Linked DNA regions of Mus musculus: region 1 is linked to region 2. A link is a contact called in public HiChIP or PLAC-seq data. All regions are on one chromosome and are shown on one strand. The core of a region is the stretch at or near the end of the contact, and the rest is flanking DNA. Distances in the headings are between cores, read along the strand shown. Region 1 has its middle 54 kb from the start of Gm41255. Region 2 overlaps Ghr (growth hormone receptor).

What was found. HiChIP or PLAC-seq counts read pairs in DNA pulled down with a chosen protein or histone mark.
Region 1: a CTCF HiChIP or PLAC-seq map of the NIH/3T3 cell line shows a contact between it and region 2, with 7 read pairs. The contact joins two enhancer-like sites. A contact is called at or near these places in 1 of 39 promoter capture datasets (the 3T3-L1 cell line) and 1 of 15 datasets of contacts at CTCF or cohesin (the NIH/3T3 cell line).

Annotation. Positions count from the first base shown.
Region 1 is chr15:3,667,104-3,670,452 of GRCm38.p6, reverse strand. No RefSeq gene overlaps it. Among named protein-coding and RNA genes, the nearest start is that of Gm41255, 54 kb to the right of the region's middle. Within about 2 kb of position 1,387, at least 6 of the 459 cell types and tissues checked have an H3K27ac peak or open chromatin away from gene starts, as enhancers often do. A contact at or near this core is called in the NIH/3T3 cell line, where this site is marked.
Region 2 is chr15:3,355,224-3,358,294 of GRCm38.p6, reverse strand. All of the region lies in intron 3 of Ghr (growth hormone receptor), which reads left to right. All of the region lies in intron 4 of Gm41254 (a long non-coding RNA gene), which reads right to left. Among named protein-coding and RNA genes, the nearest start is that of Ccdc152, 53 kb to the right of the region's middle. Within about 2 kb of position 1,799, at least 27 of the 459 cell types and tissues checked have an H3K27ac peak or open chromatin away from gene starts, as enhancers often do. A contact at or near this core is called in the NIH/3T3 cell line, where this site is marked.

The DNA.
Region 1 (3,349 bases), core at 138-2,637, 310 kb before region 2:
ATCTGGCTTTAAAGTAGAAATACATAAGAAGGGCAAGAATTAATTCTTCCCAGGTTTATTCAAGGAGACTACTAAGTGTTGTCTGTGAAGTAGAATCATCATTGTCACTTGGGAAGTTTGTTAGACATGTAGCTCCTTAAGCTCCCTCAAAGCTCACTTTATCAGCAACCCCCGGGGAAAGAGGGTTAATTCCACCAACTTTGTTTATAGCAAGTTCCACAATCTTGACACATATTGAAATTTAAGAACCATTAGGTAACTGAATTTACTCAGCACAAAAGAATAGTAGGACAAAATTAATACAACTTATTTTTCCTCAGAAGGGGTTTTCTGGAATTTTCGTTAGAAGAAGTAGTGTCTGTCCAATGACCTTAGTTGGGTATATGTGGGCAAACTTCTTTACATAACAGGCTCTCATTTTTCTAATGTGTAAATGTAATACTTAAAATTATAGAACTACCTAAGAACACTAGATTTTGTTCCATCAGCATCTCTAGAGGCTAATAGCATTTATTTATAGGAAGAAAGAAGCTGGACTAATCATCATTAGGGAATACTAACATATGCACACAACAATGAGGCCAACATCTTTTAGTTGAGCTTCAAGCACACTTCGTTCAAAAAAAAGGATAAAAAATTACAAATCACATGTCGAAAATCAAGGTAACCTCTGTGTGTGTGTATGTGTGTGTGTGTGTGTGTGTGTGTGTGTGTGTGTGTGTGTGTGTAAAAGGCTGTATAGTAAACATTTTAGACTTAGAGGCCATTAGTCTCTGTCATGATTACTCAAATCTTGCCACTGTAATATAAAACCACCATAAATAATACTTAGAGCAACCCAGCTAACATTCCAAAGTCTTTACTTCCAAAACCAGATGGTAGGTTGGATCCAGCACATAAGCAATAGCTTGCCAACCTTTGGTTAATAATGTTTCCATTTGCTTTTAAACAAGGGACTTAAATATTTTCTGGTTGGTTACTTACTAATTAATCAAATATTTAGTAGTCAGTACACTAACACCCCATTAACTTATTGTAGTCTTCAAATTTCCTACCCACTTGGCTGTGTTGATCTGTAAACAGTCAATCAAAATACAATATTGGACAGCTCCATCTCCGTGTATGGGTCTCCTCCTAAATGTCCAGAGGAAGACAGTGTTTAAGCTTTTAAACACACTTTTAATTTGGGTTAGCCATTCCTATTGTCCCAAGGCATAAAAAGAAGAAACACATTAAATTTTCTCCAAAGGTATTGCTGATACAGCAATCACTGTACTGGTACAATAACCACTTCTTTCATCTATAATTTTGTCCCAAGGCTATCTCTGTAAAGTAAGGGTATTGAAAAATGAAACATTACATTTAGTCATATGCAGATTTCACAATGCAGACCACAACTGCGATCTTCGGTTACCAAAGCATGTGTGGAGCTCTCTCCCCACCAGTGAACAGCACTTGTGTGTCTCCTGATTCAATTTAGTTCTACACTTTCTACTTAGAGATGGCCTTGGATCCCACAAGTCCTAGGCTCAGCCTCCAATACTTGCATCCCTTCCCTAATTTTTATCCCAGTCACAAGTGTGGGCCTCCATCTTTTTGACTAAACATCAATGTTCCTGGCCACTCTACTTAGGTATAATAAGGTTACTGGAGTGATTCACAGAAATCAGAAAAATACATATCTCTCATTGTAACAGATGTCTCAAAGGACACAGGCAGATGGGAGAGATGCACAAGGCAACAGGTGTGGGGAAAGGCTGAAAAGTTTGTGTGTTTTCCCAGGAGCACCATACTCCAGGGACTGCTGTTGTTCAGCTATTAGAACACCCCAACTTCCCAATTTCATTTCTTTCTTATTTCTTTGTTTCTTAATTAAATTAAAAGTATTTAGGCATGATTTATTTCATCATGGTCAATTGGTAATCAGTTTACTCTTGAACAGATCACCTGTCCTCAGAAACTTGTAGGTTTGGCAGAGCATTTCCAACCCTCTATTCATCCTTTGGTCATTCACCTGACAAGACCTCCTTCTAAAGCTACAAAGGGATTGTCTGCCACCAGGTAACTCAAAACCAAACAAGAGAACTCTAGATCCTTCAAAGCTTTCAAGACTTTTATATCAGAAGTGGAAGATAAAAGCAAGACATATATATATATATATATATATATATATATATATATATATATATATATATATATACACACACACACACACACACACACACACACACACACACACACACACACAAATATGTTCTCTTTTTGTAATTGGAAAGAAGTCTACTGTTTTTGTTTTGCTTTGCTTTGTTTCTTTTCTAACTTAGGAGCCATTTGTGTGTATTGCTGGATTGAAACCACATAGTAAAGTATTAAAATATTATCTGGGGCTATCATCCTTCTCCATCCTCTACTGGGAGGTATTAATCAGGTAAATCTGATATTAGTATTCTAGCTTTTTGACATGTCACATGTGATGTGATGTAATGTGTGTGAGAGAGAGTGTGTCACAACACAAAATCATAGTAGATCACCGATACTCTGTTACATGAAAAGTTTAAGATACACTATCTTTAATGGGCCTCCTTTACTTAAAGTTGTAGTTGAACAGATGAAGTCATTGTGTCTTAGCTGTAACACATTATGACATGGAAGTATCTCAAAGTAATTAAACATGTGTTTTTCTCTAAATTAGTAAAATTAAAAGGCCTGGATGGAGAAGCATGAAGAACCCAGACAATGTCTTCATTCTTTTCTATGTGGTTGCAACCCAGTAATACACAGTACTGGCCCCTAAGTGGGAAAAGAAAAGAAAAAAATAACCTAGACTCCTTTCCAATTACAATAAGAAAACATGTTGGGTAATTTTGAAATTTCCCACCCTTTACTCTGGTTCCAAGTGAAAGCATATGTCTGAGTAATAGTCCATACTGACTCAACTTTAAGTTAGAATCAGGCTAATCTTTATATTGTTAACCTTCCACTCTTACACTACCCTCTGCCCACTTAAGATTAGGAATCAACTGACTTATGGAATGCATGAAGTGAGCCAAGTCTCAATTATTGATGGCTCCACCAACTTAAGCGTCCCATCACCATGTGCTGATTGAAAAACAAGCACTGCAGAGATAATGAACTGTTGTGTTTTGAAATGATTTATAATGGACCACATTAAATATGAAGAAAGGGATGAGACTGGAATGAGGTGAATTTTCTATGTGTATCTTCATGTGCTAAAAGGCTTCTGATGATATAAAACTGTTTACTATTTTACTTCTTTATGGGTATTTCACTGGGTAAATACTTCTCTTCTGCTTCATGAGTCATGGCTGGTTACTATTTCTATCATGAG
Region 2 (3,071 bases), core at 550-3,049:
GTATTATGAGGTGGTGGGACTTTAAGAGGCTGTGTTTAGAAAATGGTTCTTAGATTATTGGGAACCTTAGCTTTGGAAGAGATTAATATAGTTCTTAGCAAATCACAATTCATTCACAAGAAAGATATTCTTTAAAAACATGTGACACAAACTACTTAGTCCCTCTGACGTCCTATGTCACCATGAGATCTTTCTCACCACACTCCCAACCTTCCATTGCCCCTCACCAGAGATGAACTGAAGCCAAAACGCTTGATCTTGAGTCTCAGAACTGCAAAATAAATAAATAAATGTCTTTTCTTTATAAGTTCCTCAGCATCAGATAGTTCTTAATGGTAATGGAAAGTGGACTAATTCAGAAGACCGAGAGTCTAGGTCTCTTGCTTCATTTTACTTATTTATTTATAAATATGTTAAGCTGTCTCAAGTCATAAAAATCTGGATCCTATAGCCCATTAGTATCATAGTCATATAGCCAGTTTGCATGTTCACATGCTTAAAAATTCCTTACACATACATAGTACTCTATTTTGTTTATCATAGGCTATACACAAAAATAAATTCATAGGATTGGATATACCTCAGTGGTAGAGAGCTTTCTTAGCTTCTACTCAGGCCCTGAATTCAACACATATCACTATAATCTATATGCATATGTATATATACATATTTAAATTTTATATATAGCTGAATCAAATGATATTCTGAAAGGTGTTTAATATTTATTAGAGCAGAATGCTTCTTGAGATATACTTTAAACAAGTTTACTTATTTAGGGAGAGATAATTCTCATTTAGTGGTTTATAAAACAGGAATTTGAAGGCAGAGTCTATATCTTGTTTATCAACATGTTATTTTAAAGGTGTTGCAGTACACATCAAATTAGAAGTCCATCCATAATAAGAATAGAAGTTAATCTCTGTTTGAGTAGTCTTCAGAGCCTTTTCTGATTTGGAGGCTACCGTCCATTGGATTTGCTTGGAGCAACTGAGAGCTTGTTCTAAGGCTATGAAGAGCATGCCATCGGCTGCATTCTGATCAGTAAGACAACATTATCAGCTCATCTTTGATTTGAAATTTCTTTATATGAATCTTTTAAGCCACTTCTTTGTTACAAGACAGTTATAGCTGAGCTACATCTTTTCAGTCCATATACCCTTTAAATCAGCCAAGAAGAGCCTGAAAAACTTCTGCAATGCCAAGAGATGAGGGATTAATTTATGAACAGGCACTCTGAATCATGACCCTTCCACTCTTTGTGTGAAGTTCCTCCCATAGCATGTGACTCATGTACATGGGCTTAGTGACTCTGTATGAATCTGATACGCAGTATTAGAAATCCCTCTTAATTTCTTTCTATCCCTTAATGGATCACCTGACATAACCAACTGCGACACTAGATAATCTTTTGGGTCCCTATGGCTGAACGTGTAGATACTAATTTTACTTAATTTAACAAATATCTCTGTTGCCAGGATTCCCCACCAGCCTGCTAACATCTCTTTTTCAGCCCTTTGATTCTGGAGCATATCCTGCAACATGCTCCCTTAAACCTGCCCATTCCCTCTCCCTGACTGTTACTCTCCATTCTTGAAATATATAGCCTATTGCCACGCCTCCCCAGAAAGCAGCAACCTGAACAGCTCCAAGCTCTCCAAGCTGTAGTTGTCCACCACTAATAGTTTGTAAGGGCAACCTTGGTAAAGAAAGCTTATGAGAAAGCTCTGGCTTTGGCGTACATGTTTGAGAGCATCAAGAAATTAATCCCCTTTCATTAAACCCAAAGACTTAGTTTCATTTTGTTTCCAGTCTGCCTATCTATTGACGGTGTACCTAAATACCTATTTGCTGCCACCTAGTGTATTGAAATGTAGTGACATGTGATTTTTTTTTTTTTTTTGACATGTGAAATTTTAATTCATTGGATGCTGGAACATAACTTACTATTCAGAATGACTCTTCATTTTGATTTCTCATAAGCTTCCACTTTATTGCTGTGACCTAAAAATCATCATAATTTTCTGTCATACAGTCTAGGGGCTCAGGAGCAAGCCAAGCCCTGAAAATGGTACCCTTGGATATTAATTAGGCTTTGCAACTCTTGGGTACATAGTAAGCACAAAACAACAGAAACCATGATTTTTACTTCATAGAGGCAGTAGAACACACTCTCACTCTTTACCAACCACAGGATCATTGGAAGTTCGGTCCCTCTTTAGACAGCATCTTTTTCTGCTTGTGGTAAAATGGGATGGCAAGTCTGGCTAGCTTCAAGCTCTAAGAATCTATGACTCTAAATAAGCCAAAGCCATGTCCCAGAAGACAGCTCTGTGCTTGTATGAATGTCATTTCTATGAGAATATCTGACCTCTGGTTATAGATAGAAGTGAGCAGAGCTCCTGACTTGAATAGGAAGGACCAAATGGCAGGCAGTGATTTTATTCTTGAGAGCTGTCCCTGGACTGTTGTCCACCAATATATAGGCTAATCATATATATATCTCCAGCCTCCTGACCTCTTAAGGAAATTTAGAAGTGAGCTCCTGTAAATAACCTATTTCCCAAGCTAGCTTAGAATGTTGCATCCCCTTTATTTAAACAACACTACATAGTGTTTTCAGTATATGTTACAATGTTTCATTTGGGGTTCTTATGAGTCTTATTTTCTCCATCAGTCAGACGGGTTTTTTTCAGTCTGGGACATCTTCAGTTTCTCATTTCTGTGAAAAAAAAAATCTAGCACATCCTGAAGGCATTGCATATGTTTCTCATAATTATGATGTTTTCCCATTTATCTTACATACATGGAGTAAAAGGTTAAAAATAAGGTGTTTTCAGATTGTGTCCACAGCACTTAGTCTCTAGCCTTGGTCTCTACAGCTATCTAGCAGCTCATAGATGCTTATAACTCTTTGAACTTAATGCCAAGAATGAAAAATCCTACAGCATACCATATGGGGAGAAGAACTTTGAAGTGAGAAAATTGTGGTTTCATGTTCCAGCTTTACCATTTACTGCATCTGTGTTTTGTCAAGAAATTATCTGACCTCTCAGAAGCATCCCGTTAGCTAT